Regions from separate parts of the Mus musculus genome. Here all the other regions are linked to region 1. The links are chromatin contacts, called in public HiCAR-type, HiChIP or PLAC-seq and promoter capture Hi-C maps. All regions are on one chromosome and are shown on one strand. Each heading gives the region's core, a stretch centred on a gene start, on an enhancer-like site or on the middle of the called end of the contact. The rest is flanking DNA. Distances are from core to core; before and after follow the strand shown.

Region 1 (2,707 bases), core at 104-2,603:
ACTGAATTTAACAGACCAACCAAAAACGAGTAATTTAAAGGCTGGGGGAGGGGTGGTGTAACGAGGGCAATAGTTTCAGGAAAAACGACTTTCTCTGTAGTCAGACAATTAGGAAACAGTGTGCTTGTCAGAGAAGGGGGTCAAAAAAAGGGAAAGATGACAATCACTCCTATAAGGTTCCACACGGAAAACACCCCCCCTCCCAACACACACACACCTGGTGGGGGAGGGGAGTAGCTAACGGTGGGACAGTGCCAAGGCCAACGGAAGAACTGGTCCAGAGGGACCTAGTGAGGGAATGACAGGCGACCCTAGCAGAGGGGGAGGGGTGGCGATGACAGGAGGGCAGGCAGTGGGGTGATAGCATGCTTGGCGTCTCTGAAAAAGAGAATGCGGGGGAACCTGGGTAACAGAGAAAGACGGGAGAGCCCAGCAGAAGTGAGAGGGACCGGGTAGTGAACCTGAGAAAGGCGGGACCCTGGGGTACGAAGAGGGTCTGCAGGGAGGCACAGGCATGTCAGGACGGGGTGCTTTCCAGTTGACCGTCCAGCTCCCAGCCCACCACCACCACCGCCGCCGCGACAAACTCACTTTCTCCTCACCTCCAAGTCCGCAAGTCACCCCCAACCCCACTCCCCGTCGTCCCCATCGCCGAGCTCGGAGCGGTGCAGAGAGGGGACCGGGGCTTCCCAGACTCCCTCTCCGTCCCGCCGGAGGACCGGTCCCGGACACGACGCAGAGACCTGGGCCAGCAGGCCAGGAGCCACGCAGAGGCCCGGGAGCCCAGTGACAAGTCGGAGCGGCCGACGGGCGCCTCACCTGACAGAAGCGTCGGCAGTAATCCCGGCTGCTGATCCCGACGCCGCCGCCACAGCCGCCGCCGCCGGCCCCCCCTCTGCCGTCGCCCGCAGCTAGGAGCCCCACTGGGCCCGGGGGGGACTCCACAATGGCCACGAGCTCTTCTCCGAGGCGCTCGGCCTCTTGGTCGCTCTCTTCCTCCGCCATGAGGCTCTCGCCGCCCAGCGCGTACCCAGCCCCTGCGCCGCCGCCGCCGCCGCCGCTGCCGCCGCCGCTGCCTCAGCTAACCTCCTCCTCCTCCTCTAGTTCCCTCCCCCTTTCCCTCCGCCCCAGCCGGACAGGGCTACTCGCCTGGGCTCTACTTCCGGCTCCGCCCACCCACGCCCCCAGTTTTCACTGGAGGAAGGACACCGCCAATCATAGGCATGCCCGCCCTACCTTCCTATTGGTTACACTAGCCGTCTGTTTGCCAGGCCTGCCATCTGTTGGTCCACACTACTCGGCGGTTGCTGAGGACCGCCTACGAGCCCTGCCATAGGGCGCGCCGGAGGACGGGGCGCGGCAGGGGACACGGCGGCCGCGGCGGAGCTCGCTCGGGCGGCGGCGACGGCGGTGGCAGCGGCAGGAGCAGCGGCTGAAGCAGCGGCGGAAGCAGCGGCGGCCGCAACGGGATCTCCTTCATCCCGTTGCTCTGCCCTTTCTTCCTCCTCTCTTCCTTCCTGGCGAGGGCTCGTGCACTTCCCCTAACGGCGGCCCGCTCCTACGGTCCCGAAGAGCTGGGAAGGCGGAAGGTGGGCTTGGCCGTTGGTGCGGGCGGCGAGCCCAGGCCTTCGGGCCGGGCGAGGGAACCGGGGGCGGGGCCGGAGGTGGAGGAGGAAGGAGCCGGGCCAGCCTGACAGCGACGGCCTCGGCCGGCGCCCGCCGCCCCCTCCCCGGGGACAGCCACGGAGTCGGCGGCGGTGCGGCGGACTTCTCCGGGGCCCTCCGAGGGCGGCTGGGACGCGGCCTCGGCCCCGGCCCCGGCCCGCAGGCGGGGTCGCGGCGCCGGGGCGCCACCTCGGCCGGCGCGGCGGGAGGAGGCTGTCTAGACGTCCGGCGGCCCGCGCCCGCCTTCCCCGCCCCCACCGGAGCCTCGGGCCTGCGGAGCGCGCGGGCCGCCGGGCCACCCGCCCCGGGGCGTGCGAGCCGAGCTGGCGTGGGGCTGGCTGGAGCTTCGGGATCGCGCACGGAAGGCGGAGAGAGACAGACACCTGTGTGCAGAGCGTGGCCCGAGCCGCTCTGCCGCGGGCCTGCGCCCTGCCTTTCCCGCCCCTCCACCATCTTCCCTTTCTGTTTGTTTTTTGTGTTTTACAGTAAAGACATGACTTCCCGGCGCCACCGGGAAAATAGGGTGCAAGCCCAGGAACTGTTTCCCCACCACCACCTGTTGAAAAACTGAGTCGAAGGCGTCTCCGGGGTCTGAACGAACGCGAAGTCGCTCGGATTGGATGCGTCTGTGGTTTTGCATCCAGAAAACTGTCACTACTTAATATCAAGGAAAAACAAACAAACAAACAAAAACCCGACTGGAAATTAAGCTGGTGAGTATTTCGACTTGAAAACTCAGTTTACTTTTGCTGTAGTAAATGGCTGTTTCGCTTTTGTTCCCTGGGTGCTCTATCTTAACTTCCTCATTTGTTTAAAATATTTCTGACTTCTGGAAACACTTTTACACGTAACCAACCTCCTCGCCTCTATGAGGTGGTTATTTTCATTGGCAGTATCAAGAATAGACCTTTCAAGAGAAAAGATCAGGAAAGTTCAGGCTTCACGTGGCACAAGAATTGCAGATCCCATTTCTGTAAGTTTGCAGTCAAAGAAAAATTCTAACTGCACCCCTAGTTTTTCATAACAGCTTTAATTGTTACTA
Region 2 (2,707 bases), core at 135-2,634, 2.0 Mb before region 1:
ACCCAAAGTAAAAATCAACACCAACACTTGTTTTCTTAAATAGGGGGACATTCAAGGCTAGCCTGGTCTACATAATAAGTTCCAGGTCAGCCAGGGCTACATAGGAAACCCTGTCTGAAAACAAAAGAAAAGAAAAGAAAAGAAAAGAAAAGAAAAGAAAAGAAAAGAAAAGAAAAGAAGAAAGGGAAGGGAGGGGAGGGGAGGAGGGGAGGGGAGGAGGGGAGGGGAGGGGAGGGGGGAGGCAAGGCAAAGAGGGGAGGGGAGGGGAGAGGAGGGGAGGAGGGGAGGGGAGGGGAGGGGGAGGAGGGGAGACACACTTCCTCCCCTGCCTCTATTTTCAAGAAGTGCTGGGATAATAATGGCTTGCACAGGACTTTCTCTGATTTTTTTTGGGGGGGGGGGGCTTAGGTGGTTTTTGCTCTTGTTGTAGTTGTTTTTTTTTTTTTTTTAAGATTTATTTATTTATTATATGTAAGTACACTGTAGCTGTCTTCAGACATCCCAGAGAGGCATCAGCTCTCATTAGGGATGGTTGTGAGCTACCATGTGGTTGTTGGTACTTGAACTCAGGGCCTTTGGAAGAGCAGTCAGTGCTCTTAACTGCTGAGCCATCTCTCTAGCCTCTCTCTGAATTTTTAACCCAATCTTCTCCCCTTCTTTCTCTGGTAAGTTTTCATTTGATTTTATTGTTATTTATATTAGACTTTGGCCATCCCATAAAGAATTCTGAGAGGCTGATACAAATTATACAGAATTGTAAGCATCTAGCTGACGACCAATCAGTATTCTGTAAACTTGTCTTGCATATACACCTTTAAGACGGCCAAGTACATATTGAGTCAGTGAGGAACCCACTGAACATTGGAGTTCTTTGTTTTATAATCTGTTTTTGTGTATATACTTTGGTCAGTCACAGAGCTCATAGATTGCACATTAAGTTGGAGTTCTTTTTCACTGGCTGGTCTGAGGAAAGAACTCAGGAGGACTTGCCACTGAGAGACCCATGCAGCACCCCTGGCAGCTCCACAGGCCAGTGCGAGCCTCTAAGCACACCTCATCTTTGTTGATTTCAGAGGTCTGGGGGAGGCTTCGAGGAAGGGAACATTACTGAATGAGGCCAGCTAGTCAGTGTTGACTTTGATGTCCCCAGACTGTCAGCCAGTTATTTTTCCAGACATAAGCACAGACACAGGCCAGCGAACTATTAGTGCTGATGCCATCTTAACAAAATAGGTCAAAGTGAACAAAGACAAAATATTTTCTTTTGCATTCATGCCTTGGTACATGACGTCAAAATCAGGTCATGGTTTGGTGTTCCCAATGGGCGGATTAGAATGACTGCTAAGCTGACTGTGTAAATATCTTACTCTAGCCATGAAAGGGGCCCCCTGTTGTAACTCCATGGAGTTATAACATAGCAACTGGGAGAACAGCAAGGCCTAGAGAACCTTTCTGTCATACCTTGCCAAATATCGAACTTCAAGTCTCATCAAACAAAGAATCTTCATTTGTGTCTGGACAAAGCAAACAAAGAAACAGGATGACATAAGCTGTTTTTGTTTTTGTTTTCCCCCGGGGTGATGCGTTTGTCTCTTTGGAGTGAATAACTAACCTTTACTGCTTCTTCTCTCCCTGACTAAATCAAAGGCTCCAACCCAAGAAGACAACAACGGTGATTTATTCTGTTTCCCTCTAGAATAGGGGCTGTAAATTAAAGTTGTAATTAGATCCCGGAGTCAGGAGAGGCCCACCTCACTTCTGTAGGAGAAAAACAGGCCAGACAGTTGCTTTTCTGCTCAGTCACTGAGTTGTTCCAGAGTGAAGGTCATTGGTGAAATTATTCAATGACAGCAGTAGCTCCTTTACTTCTAAATAAACCCCATTGTCACTCCACTCAAATGCTTCAGTGTCACCTTTGCATATGTCACAGATAATTACTTCCCCTTTGCATTTCTCCATCACATCCCAGATTCAAATCCTAACCCAAACCCATCTTATGATCCTTACTTAATTCGTTAAAAATATTTCTCATCAGCTTGTTTATGGCTTAGTTCTTTGGAAGCCCTTGTTTATAGTTTACATTTCCAAAATTCTCTTTAACCTTTAGCACCATGGCATAAGAAATGTTTTCCCAGCAGCATAATGCAAAATATTAAACAAGTTATAAAATTTAGACAAAAAGCAAGTACAATACCCCTCAGGCAAAGAAAATACTATCATTGAGAAGATTAAAGCATAAAATACATACAGACCTAGCATTGTACTGTGGAAGTGGCACAAGTCATCCTGAAGTTTGGTAAGACTTTAAAGGGATGGAAAACCCACTTAAGAATGTCTATCTTTGGATTTTGTTTTTTTTTAGTTCCCACAAAAGCCACAGGTTCAAAACACTCTTCACACTGCCAAATATTTACAGTTCAAAATCTAATTATTTTAAGTGAAAAATTCCACATCCAGTCATCATTATTCAAGATTGTTGTGGGCTAATGCAGTGTTTGTTTTCATAAGCTTTCGGGAAAGCGAGCGGGCTATTTCAGCCATTGAACCACGAAAAGAACAATGTCAAAGCGCCTCATGGCTGTTCTGTTTGTACAGTGAAAGGCATTTGCCTCCTGCATGAGACACCGAATCACAAACACAGACATCAACACTGCCAAGATTCTCCTCTTACACACATTCCTCCACAAGCAGTTTTTAATTCTTGGGA
Region 3 (2,707 bases), core at 79-2,578, 1.9 Mb before region 1:
AAATAAGTTTCCCAATCTGATCAAATTTAAGTTTTATAGTTTTAAATACTACTTTCCTAATTCCTACTTAAGTTGAATTCGTTTTCATGTATTAGTAGTGATTACCTGTGCGACCTAATCCGATTCTTAGGTCCAAAACAGTAGATCAGAGTCTGGACACTAAGAGGTACAGGCACTGCTGTGTTGTCAGGATATCTGCTCCAGCGGGATGCAAGGTGCAGTTCTGACCATCAGTGAGCCAGGCAGCTGCCCCGGGAACACAGGGATAGGTCTATTGGTGTCGGGAAGATTCTTGCCTGTAATCCCTGTTTAGATCCTTTTGTGCAAATTAGGAATCTAAACTTATACAGAATATCTGAATCAGACTGGGCAGTGGTGAGTGGATGGGTTGATCAGCTTTTACTTCGGATAAAGCAGGTACGAGTTGGGGGGTGGGGGTGGGGGTGGGGGTAGCGGTGGGGGCATATCCTGTGAGCAACAGACTGAGATCTTTGCTCTACCTGCGTAGAAATCAAGAGTGAGCAATGAAAAGCTCCTCGGGCCCTGATCCTGGGCAGCTTTTCGTCCTCTAATGTTGGATAATAGTAAATGATGGCAGAGAGAGCGACCACGGGTAGCACCCTTTGGCGTTGCAGCTCTTCTGCAAGCTTTAAGAACTAGGATCCTTAGTTCTGTAATCACAGCCCAGCAATTCCTCAATCCCACAACCGGTAACAGCAGCTGATGTTACAGTTCCTGGCTCTGGGCTATCTGAGACCCTGTGTCCCTAAAGGTGTTACAGTTTTTATAACTTTTCCAAGAAACCACAGCCTGCAGGGCTTCTTTTCTGGCTCTTTACAACCTTTAGTTTTTCATCCTTAGTTCTCTGCCTCTCTGCTTCTGTCATTTCCTGTTCCTCCTCTGGCTACTCTAACTGTTCAGCTACTTTTCAGCTGTCAAGCAGCTGCTTGCCTTGTGGCTCTTCCAGCAAAGCCTGCTGTCAACTCTTCCATTGTTCTTGTGGCCCCTGCAGTTCAGCAATGTCTACCTGTCAGCCCTGATGTTGTTTGTTGTGCTTCTTTATTCATATTACCAGCTCAGCTCACGCTGGTAAAAGTAGACAAGAAAAGATCACTTCAGAAAAAAAAGCCTTTTGTTAGTCCTTGTGTTTCAACCCCAGAGGAAGTAGTGCAGTGAGCCAAACAGGCTGCGTTTACAGCCACAGTAGGTGCCTTCCCCACCAATCACTGCGTTTGGCTCTTTTAATATTCGCCTTCTAAGTTTTTCCGGCTAGGCGGTCCAGGGTCAGTGCCCCTTCTCTGGTCTAAGTGGAAATCATTACAGGGTCATCCAGAGGGTCATTCACAGAGGGCTGTGTAGCAAAACAGTCCTGGCAGGAGAGGCTTTCTATCCAGAGCTGAGCAATTCCCTTCAGTTGTTGTGTAATTATCCTAAACCGTGTCTATGGACTGTTTGAAAAAGCGAGTGCTGGCATAAGCTTAGTCTGGCAGGCCATTGGCGTGGTACACCTCTTGTTCAAGGCAGGGAGGGCAATAAGGGAGAACTCAGCAACTTCCAACTAGACGCTGCTCACTAGAGGTCAAATCGCCCATTCTCCAATGCTAGAAATCTTGCTAAGAAGAATCCAATTTATTTTTAATCTTAATAGTGATGTTGATTGAGTTTTCTTTGTATTATTGCAATTTGAATAGAGCGTTATCCTTCCTGATGCCCCGGGGATAGGTAGGCAGTTCCTCTATTTCATTTCAGACTCACCTGCATGAGTAGGACTTTAACTGCCATTAACTGTAACTCTGAGGCTTTCTGTGCGTTCTGACTTCCAACTTTCTTATTTGGGCTTCCAGGGAAAAAGGAAAGCAGACATGATCCCTGGAGGTCCCCTTCCCAGAACCAGATTTGCTAAAGAAAATTTTCCAGAAAAAGAAATTTAAATAAGTTACATTGTAGCTAAAAATTACTTTCTTAAGTTATTTTGTGGATAATTTGAAACCAACTTACTTCATAAGTAATGTTTAATGTTATAACTTCCACACATTTTCACATTTATTTCAATATATAATACTTTGTTTAATTCATTTCCCAATAATTCCATATATTCATCCTGGGCAAGAGTCACAATGAGAAGTGTATTCTCATTATATGTAGCTAAATGGAAGAATATTTAGCCAAAAGAAAATCATTCCCTTGTTTATACCCTTTCGAAGTATATGGAGTATACCTAAGTAATATATGGAATTTGTTATGTATTTATTTCTTCACAGTAAATGAGGAAGACTTAATATTATAAACTAATTTTTTAAAAGTACTTGAGGTTAATTTAGATAGTTATTTGTGAACTTTAATGTGTGACTATGTCCTGAAAAATGTGTCTCTCCTTGTTTCACTTCCAAAAGCAACTTAGAGGAGAAAGGGTTTTCTTTCAGCTTTCAGTGCCAGGTCATAGTAGGGAAGTCACAGAGGCAGGAACTTGAAACAGCTCATTCCATCCATATTCAAGAGTAGAGAGAAAAGAACGCATGTGTGGTACTTGCTTATTTGTTTATGCTCAGCTCAACATATCCACTGCTATACAGTTTAGGGCCACCTGGCTAGGGAATGCTGCCACCTGTAGTGGACTGGATCTTCCTGCATCAATTAATTTAAGACAGTCTGTCCTCCACAGACATGCCCAGGGGCCAATCCAACATAGACATTCCCTCACTAAGAA
Region 4 (2,707 bases), core at 133-2,632, 1.9 Mb before region 1:
GCTGTATTAAACGAGCTGTACTATGAGAGAAGCTTTGAGAGAAGAGATTTATGCTTCGGTTTTTGTTCACGCTGATTTTATATCTGCTGAGAATCTTACATCTCTTATCTAAGGAAAAAAGAAACCTGTGATTGATCTTCAAGAAGGAAAAGAAAAAAAGTGAGTTCGGGTTTTGACCTTTGGAGTTCACTCACACTTTCAGATTTTACGTTAGTTATAAACCAGTTGTTAAAAATAACATTTTGAAACAATATGTAAAAGGATTGAAATATTAGAGTTAAAATGAAGACTCTTCTCTCTTTTTCATCAGCTAAAACCTAAGTTACCTCATTTTATCGGGCACCTTTTTGGATGAGGGATGTCAGTAACAGAACTTCACTACCGCATATGCAGCCTTATTGGGATCAATGGGAGGAGAGGCCCTTGGTCCTGAGAAGGCTCCATGCCCCAGGGTAGGGAAACGGTAGGGCGGAGAGGTGGGAGTGGGTGGGTAGGTGGGGGAACACCCTTATAGAAGCAGGGGGAGGGGGATGAGATAGGGGATTTCTGGAGGGGAAACAAGGAAAGGGGATAGACAACATTTACAAGTAAATAAAGTAGCCAATGAAAAAGACCAAAATGTTTTCCTTTAGGGAAACAAAACTTAAGCTTTCATAAATTAAAACTTCTTCATTGAAATCCACAGTCATCCCATTATCAAACTGAATCTTGGATTTCTCAGCTTTGACCTTAGAATACAGACTTTGACTTGTGACTTTGATTTAGATAAATCTATTTATATAAGTTTATTCTGATCAGGATTTGTGTGAGTCCAAGTCTGGGGGAATTTTTAAACCTTTGACTGAAGGAAGCTGGGCAAACATTTGTGTGCTTTTGGGAAGATATTCCCAAAGATATTTTGGGAAGATCTAGGTAATCCCTAGTTAATGTTGTTCCCTTCGGCCCACTCCTGACAAAGGCATTTATTTATCTTTTCCTTTCATGAATCAGATTCTGGTTTTCGATACAGGCATCATGGTTTATGGAGCAGTGGATTGGTTGTAATTGTGACTTTGAAAGTGAATTTTAGGAATAATGCAACTTTGAACAACTGAGAGACCTCTTGTACAAGCTACTCAGAATATTAAACAGCCCTAGCACGCGAAATGCTATTCTCTCCCTGTGATCTTATCAGGTCAACCAACTTGTCTCTGATTTGAAACACTCACTTTGATCTTGTTTATACAGAAGTACTTCGGCTTACATCTATGGGATCAGAATAGTACAGGTAACCTGTTTTTCTCGGTTCGTTTCTATGGTTTCTGACATGAGAAGAGAACAAAACAAAACAAGAAACCACGAGGTTTATGGGACTGGTTGTAGCATGTTTGGCCACCACTAGGGGGCGGTACACGAATGTCGTATAAGTGAAAGTAGCACGTAAGTTTCAACAATGTAAATTATGCGCTTGAACTGCGAATGCATTCTCCTACTTCACAGAACATTTTTCATACTAAAGTATTGTGAATTTATGCCCATCCTACTGAGAATTACTCCACCGTAGAGCGCTAAAAGCAGGCACGTGTTAAAGGGGTCTGGTTCTCTTTTTAAAGTAAAGCATGATCAAACATTTATATTTCAATATAAAAGAAACTATATTAACTCTTCAATTATGAAAATTCTTGTAATTTCATCACTTCCTTTCTACGAAAAGTCTTTTTTTTCCTGTAGAATTAATTCAGGACACCCAGAAAAGTATCACACTGAATTATAAGTGACTTAGTAAGACACTGACATTTCAGGGCAGGTAGAAAAATAGCATTGTTTTTCTTTTTTTAAAGGGGGAAAATTTGAAGTCAATATTTGTATCAACCAAGTGAGAACAAAATCAATAAATAGGAGCATAAATATTTTAAAACATAAACGAGGAAACAGAAAGTAAATAAGATGTGTTTCATTATTTATATGAGCGCTAACTCTCATATTTGTTCCTAAAGTACAGGCACAAAATAGGAAATCATTCGACTTACTCATGCATTTTTAATGAATACATTATTTCCATTGTTGTATTTTCAAGCACTGTATTACCTGTGAATAGTTTAAGAAATATTTTAGTTTATGCAGCATACAGTAGGGAAGTTCGCAGGCCTTGGGTTCATTTAATTTGAAAATGTTTCTGTTAGTTCACTGGTTTCTTCCGGATAACATAAATTCTGATTTTGATTTCCAATCTATATGCAGTACTTTTCACTTCCTTGTTAGTGCTGTTGATTTTAAACAGACCTGAACAGCATTCTTTGTCATTCATCATTTGGCCCTCCATGAACTCCCATGTTTTCTGAGTTTCACTGGGAGTGGGGAGGGGGTAGGTATACACGGTCATTGGTACAGATTTCTTTAAGTCTTGCAAATATCTTCTGGACATGCAAAACACGCAGAAAGCCGCTGGTTGTCTGGTCGATGCTTCTGAGAACAGACAGTCATTGATCTGTTTCCCTTTGCTTGGCCGCACAGACGTCACCATATGCATAGCCACAGTGGGTGTCTGTTCAGAGAACGTGAAATCTTGTCTGCTGTGATTTCATCTTTGGCTGAGTCTGGTGTCTGTCGTTTTCTCCACTCCCCTCTGTCACTTGTGTGGACAGGGCATCAACGCCACGGAGATTGGGCTCAGAACAAGTTGTGCTTTTCCATTCTCAGCCTTCCCTCCTCAGCCCTCCTTCCCTAG
Region 5 (2,707 bases), core at 127-2,626, 1.9 Mb before region 1:
AGTGTTGGGTAAGATCCTTCATATTGTTTCTCTGTCATCAGCCTGTATAGGAAGTGAAGAAGCTTCCTAGTTGGTTTGAAATTAATTTCTCTGAATTTCGGAAGTGACAGCACATTGTCTTTGGTATTTATTCTCGGTGAGAAGTGTGATCACTTGGAAGAGCAAAGCTTACATAAGAATGTGAATTAATGCTAATTGGTGCAACCTCAGGAAGTCATAGTTCAAATATGTACCAATACTTTTCTTCATTTTTTAAATAATTTTAGTAGAAAATAGTAGTTGCAAATACTAGTGCAAATATTTTCGTGCTTGAAACTTGATGTCATGCTCATCTGGTTTCTATTTTCTTGCTTCACCCACATTCAGTTCAACCTGACATCAGGTAGATATTTTGACCAGAGTTTTTATTTGACTGGTTAAAATATAATGCCATGTCATCGCTCACAATCATATACTCTTTGTAGGTATGAACGCTACATGGACCTTCAAAGTATCTTCTATGTGTCCTCACTTCAACCTCCAAATTCCTGAATGTTCTCCTTTGCTTGGGATTTTTATTCTCCAGAGGATACCATTTCTTCACATATCTGCCCATGATCCCTTTCAAAATTAATTGATTCCTTAGGGCAGGTATGGTGGTATACACCTTTAACCCTACAATGTGAGACACAGAGAAAAGTGAATCTCTGCAAGTTCAAGATCACTGTTCTACATAGAGTGTTCTAGTTCAGCCAGGGCTACATTAAGAGACCCTGTATATAAAAAACATTTAAAATTTAAGTTATTTATCTACAGTTTCATGTATGATGAACTAAATTCTGTTCAGTCTCATTTTTCCATTCACCAGTCTTTACCTTCTTCCACCAAGTACCCATCCTAATTTCATACCTTTTTGGTTTTGGGTGTTGCTTGTTTTATTTGTTTTTATTTTCATACCTTTTTTTTGTTTTATTTTCATTTTTGCTTTGTTAATACCCGGGTTTACCTGGGTCACTTGTGTGAGCATAGGCATGATGCTTACCGGATTATGAGTAACATACACATAGCCATTTTACTGAAGAGTATTACTTTGTCTTCCCTAGAAGCCTGTAAATGCCAAGAGCTTTCTTTGGCCAGGGACCATGAGATGATCCCATGTCCAATCTATGTTTGATTTTAGGGCTCTGTTTTGTGTAGGCCCTATGGAGCAACTGGAGCTCCTCTGAGTTCATGAGTATCGTGGCCATGCTATGCTCCTAAGACAGCATTCCACAGCTGCCCTTTCTCCTTCTGCTCTTTAATTATTTCCAGACCCTGTTCTATAATGTTCCCTGAACCTTTAGTAAAGTGACGTGGTTGTCTTGCCTAAGGATTAGCCCTCAACATTTGTGATTAATTATGGATCTCTGCATTGCATGCCACTTGGTACAAAGAGAAGCTTCTTTGAGCAGGACTGAGTACAGCGTAGTGTATGGGTAATGCATAAGTATTTATGAGTCTGTTTGACAACATGGCTATTTAGCAAAATAAGAATAAGTAATAAGCAAAATAAGTATATGGGTTCACTCATATTCCACAATGATTTATCCACTCATGGACTTTCCCCTATGTCTACAGCACTGGGCATGACCCTCTTATGGAGCAGAACTCAGTTCTCTTTAGAAACAAGGTGGGTTTATCCATAACACTGTGTCACTACTGATCTAGCACCCAACGCTTGCCAGTCAAGACAGCATCACTTTCCCAATAGACTCTACCTCTAATTTGTTTGTTAAATTTATTTAATAACAGGGTCTTGCTATATCGTCACATGTAGCCTGAACCTTGTGATCTTCTTGCTTTAGTTTCCCAAGGGCTGGGATTACAAGAAGGTGTCACCATTCGTGGCTTATTCCTATCTCTTACCATAGCCACAATGGGTTCATAGCAACATGAACTGTCGAAGAGTTGCACATTTGAACCATAACAGAAATTGAGGATTTTATTTCCCTTACCACTTATGAGTTAGGAAAACATTTTTGTTTTTTAGTGTGCTATGACTTTTTCTTTTCATGAAATTGTCTACTATATATTTGACAGTAGTAGAGGTGTTACTGATTCTCTGTTCTTGTCTCTTGAAGGAAAGAATTTAGTTTAGAAGCAGACAATATTAGTTAGACCAGTTTAGTTAGCCAAACAAAACAAAGCACATACCCCAGGGGGAACTAGAGTTGTCTGCCCGAACCAGAGGCAGTGAATGAAAGAAGTGAGTTTTGTGTTGTGGATTTTAAAGGAGTTTTAATGAAGATTTATGAGGAGGGTAGAGTAACTGATTTTCTTCCCAAGTCATAATGGGTCAGGTCTCCCCTTTAGGTTAATGATATTGTATAAGTGTGTCCTCTTACATATATTTCCCATGATTTTCTACATAAGTCCACCAGGGAGGATCAAAACCACAATATAAAATAAAAATAAATATAGGGCTTTTTAAGGATAATAAAACTTTATTAGTGCAGGTATGTGGGAATATGAACCAGTACATTTATGGAGTAATGGGAAGAGCTCATATGTAGACTTAAAGGTGTTTATCCATAAAGTGTTATTCTAACTATGAAGAGACACAGCCATCAAGGCACAGTCATAGCTTTCTTGCCTTTCTTCTAGTTCTTCCTTAAGACTGCTCAATATCTCCTGATAGATCTCATAGCTTTTTGTCATCTATGAGAATTGGGACTTTATGAAAGCTGGG

Evidence for each region. Promoter capture Hi-C pulls out the DNA fragments that hold promoters and counts their contacts. HiCAR-type assays count read pairs that join an accessible place to other places. HiChIP or PLAC-seq counts read pairs in DNA pulled down with a chosen protein or histone mark.
Region 2: a contact with region 1 is called in an H3K4me3 HiChIP or PLAC-seq map of stem cell-derived neural progenitor cells, with 7 times the contacts expected there. The contact joins the enhancer-like site here to the promoter of Cggbp1 in region 1. A contact is called at or near these places in 3 of 39 promoter capture datasets (hippocampal neurons, liver and second pharyngeal arch cranial neural crest) and 3 of 115 datasets of contacts at active chromatin or transcription factors (embryonic forebrain, memory CD8 T cells and stem cell-derived neural progenitor cells).
Region 3: a contact with region 1 is called in a promoter capture Hi-C map of liver, with 6 times the contacts expected there. The contact joins the enhancer-like site here to the promoter of Cggbp1 in region 1. A contact is called at or near these places in 7 of 39 promoter capture datasets (the 3T3-L1 cell line, cranial neural crest, frontonasal cranial neural crest and 3 more) and 4 of 115 datasets of contacts at active chromatin or transcription factors (embryonic forebrain, extraembryonic endoderm stem cells, large pre-B cells and 1 more).
Region 4: a HiCAR-type map of astrocytes shows a contact between it and region 1, with 7 times the contacts expected there. The contact joins the enhancer-like site here to the promoter of Cggbp1 in region 1. A contact is called at or near these places in 3 of 39 promoter capture datasets (cranial neural crest, hippocampal neurons and maxillary cranial neural crest) and 5 of 115 datasets of contacts at active chromatin or transcription factors (astrocytes, embryonic forebrain, extraembryonic endoderm stem cells and 2 more).
Region 5: a contact with region 1 is called in an H3K4me3 HiChIP or PLAC-seq map of embryonic limb bud, with 6 times the contacts expected there. The contact joins the enhancer-like site here to the promoter of Cggbp1 in region 1. A contact is called at or near these places in 5 of 39 promoter capture datasets (cranial neural crest, hippocampal neurons, liver and 1 more), 3 of 115 datasets of contacts at active chromatin or transcription factors (acute myeloid leukemia, embryonic limb bud and stem cell-derived neural progenitor cells) and 1 of 9 other capture datasets (embryonic stem cells).

The regions. Positions count from the first base shown.
Region 1 is chr16:64,850,648-64,853,354 of GRCm38.p6, forward strand. It overlaps Cggbp1 (CGG triplet repeat binding protein 1), which reads left to right and starts at 1,354. Exons shown (of 3, transcript NM_178647.3): 1 at 1,354-1,589; 2 at 2,152-2,378. Zfp654 (zinc finger protein 654) reads right to left here and starts at 1,076. Exons shown (of 9, transcript NM_001347245.1): 1 at 820-1,076. The coding sequence starts at 1,005.
Region 2 is chr16:62,871,662-62,874,368 of GRCm38.p6, forward strand. The region is part of intron 1 of Pros1 (protein S (alpha)); the gene reads left to right. Among named protein-coding and RNA genes, the nearest start is that of Pros1, 19 kb to the left of the region's middle. Within about 2 kb of position 1,385, at least 21 of the 459 cell types and tissues checked have an H3K27ac peak or open chromatin away from gene starts, as enhancers often do. A contact at or near this core is called in liver and stem cell-derived neural progenitor cells, where this site is marked.
Region 3 is chr16:62,921,108-62,923,814 of GRCm38.p6, forward strand. The region is part of intron 12 of Pros1 (protein S (alpha)); the gene reads left to right. Among named protein-coding and RNA genes, the nearest start is that of Pros1, 68 kb to the left of the region's middle. Within about 2 kb of position 1,329, at least 17 of the 459 cell types and tissues checked have an H3K27ac peak or open chromatin away from gene starts, as enhancers often do. A contact at or near this core is called in liver and second pharyngeal arch cranial neural crest, where this site is marked.
Region 4 is chr16:62,939,424-62,942,130 of GRCm38.p6, forward strand. No RefSeq gene overlaps it. Among named protein-coding and RNA genes, the nearest start is that of Pros1, 86 kb to the left of the region's middle. Within about 2 kb of position 1,383, at least 37 of the 459 cell types and tissues checked have an H3K27ac peak or open chromatin away from gene starts, as enhancers often do.
Region 5 is chr16:62,994,430-62,997,136 of GRCm38.p6, forward strand. No RefSeq gene overlaps it. Among named protein-coding and RNA genes, the nearest start is that of Pros1, 140 kb to the left of the region's middle. Within about 2 kb of position 1,377, at least 3 of the 459 cell types and tissues checked have an H3K27ac peak or open chromatin away from gene starts, as enhancers often do. A contact at or near this core is called in embryonic limb bud and second pharyngeal arch cranial neural crest, where this site is marked.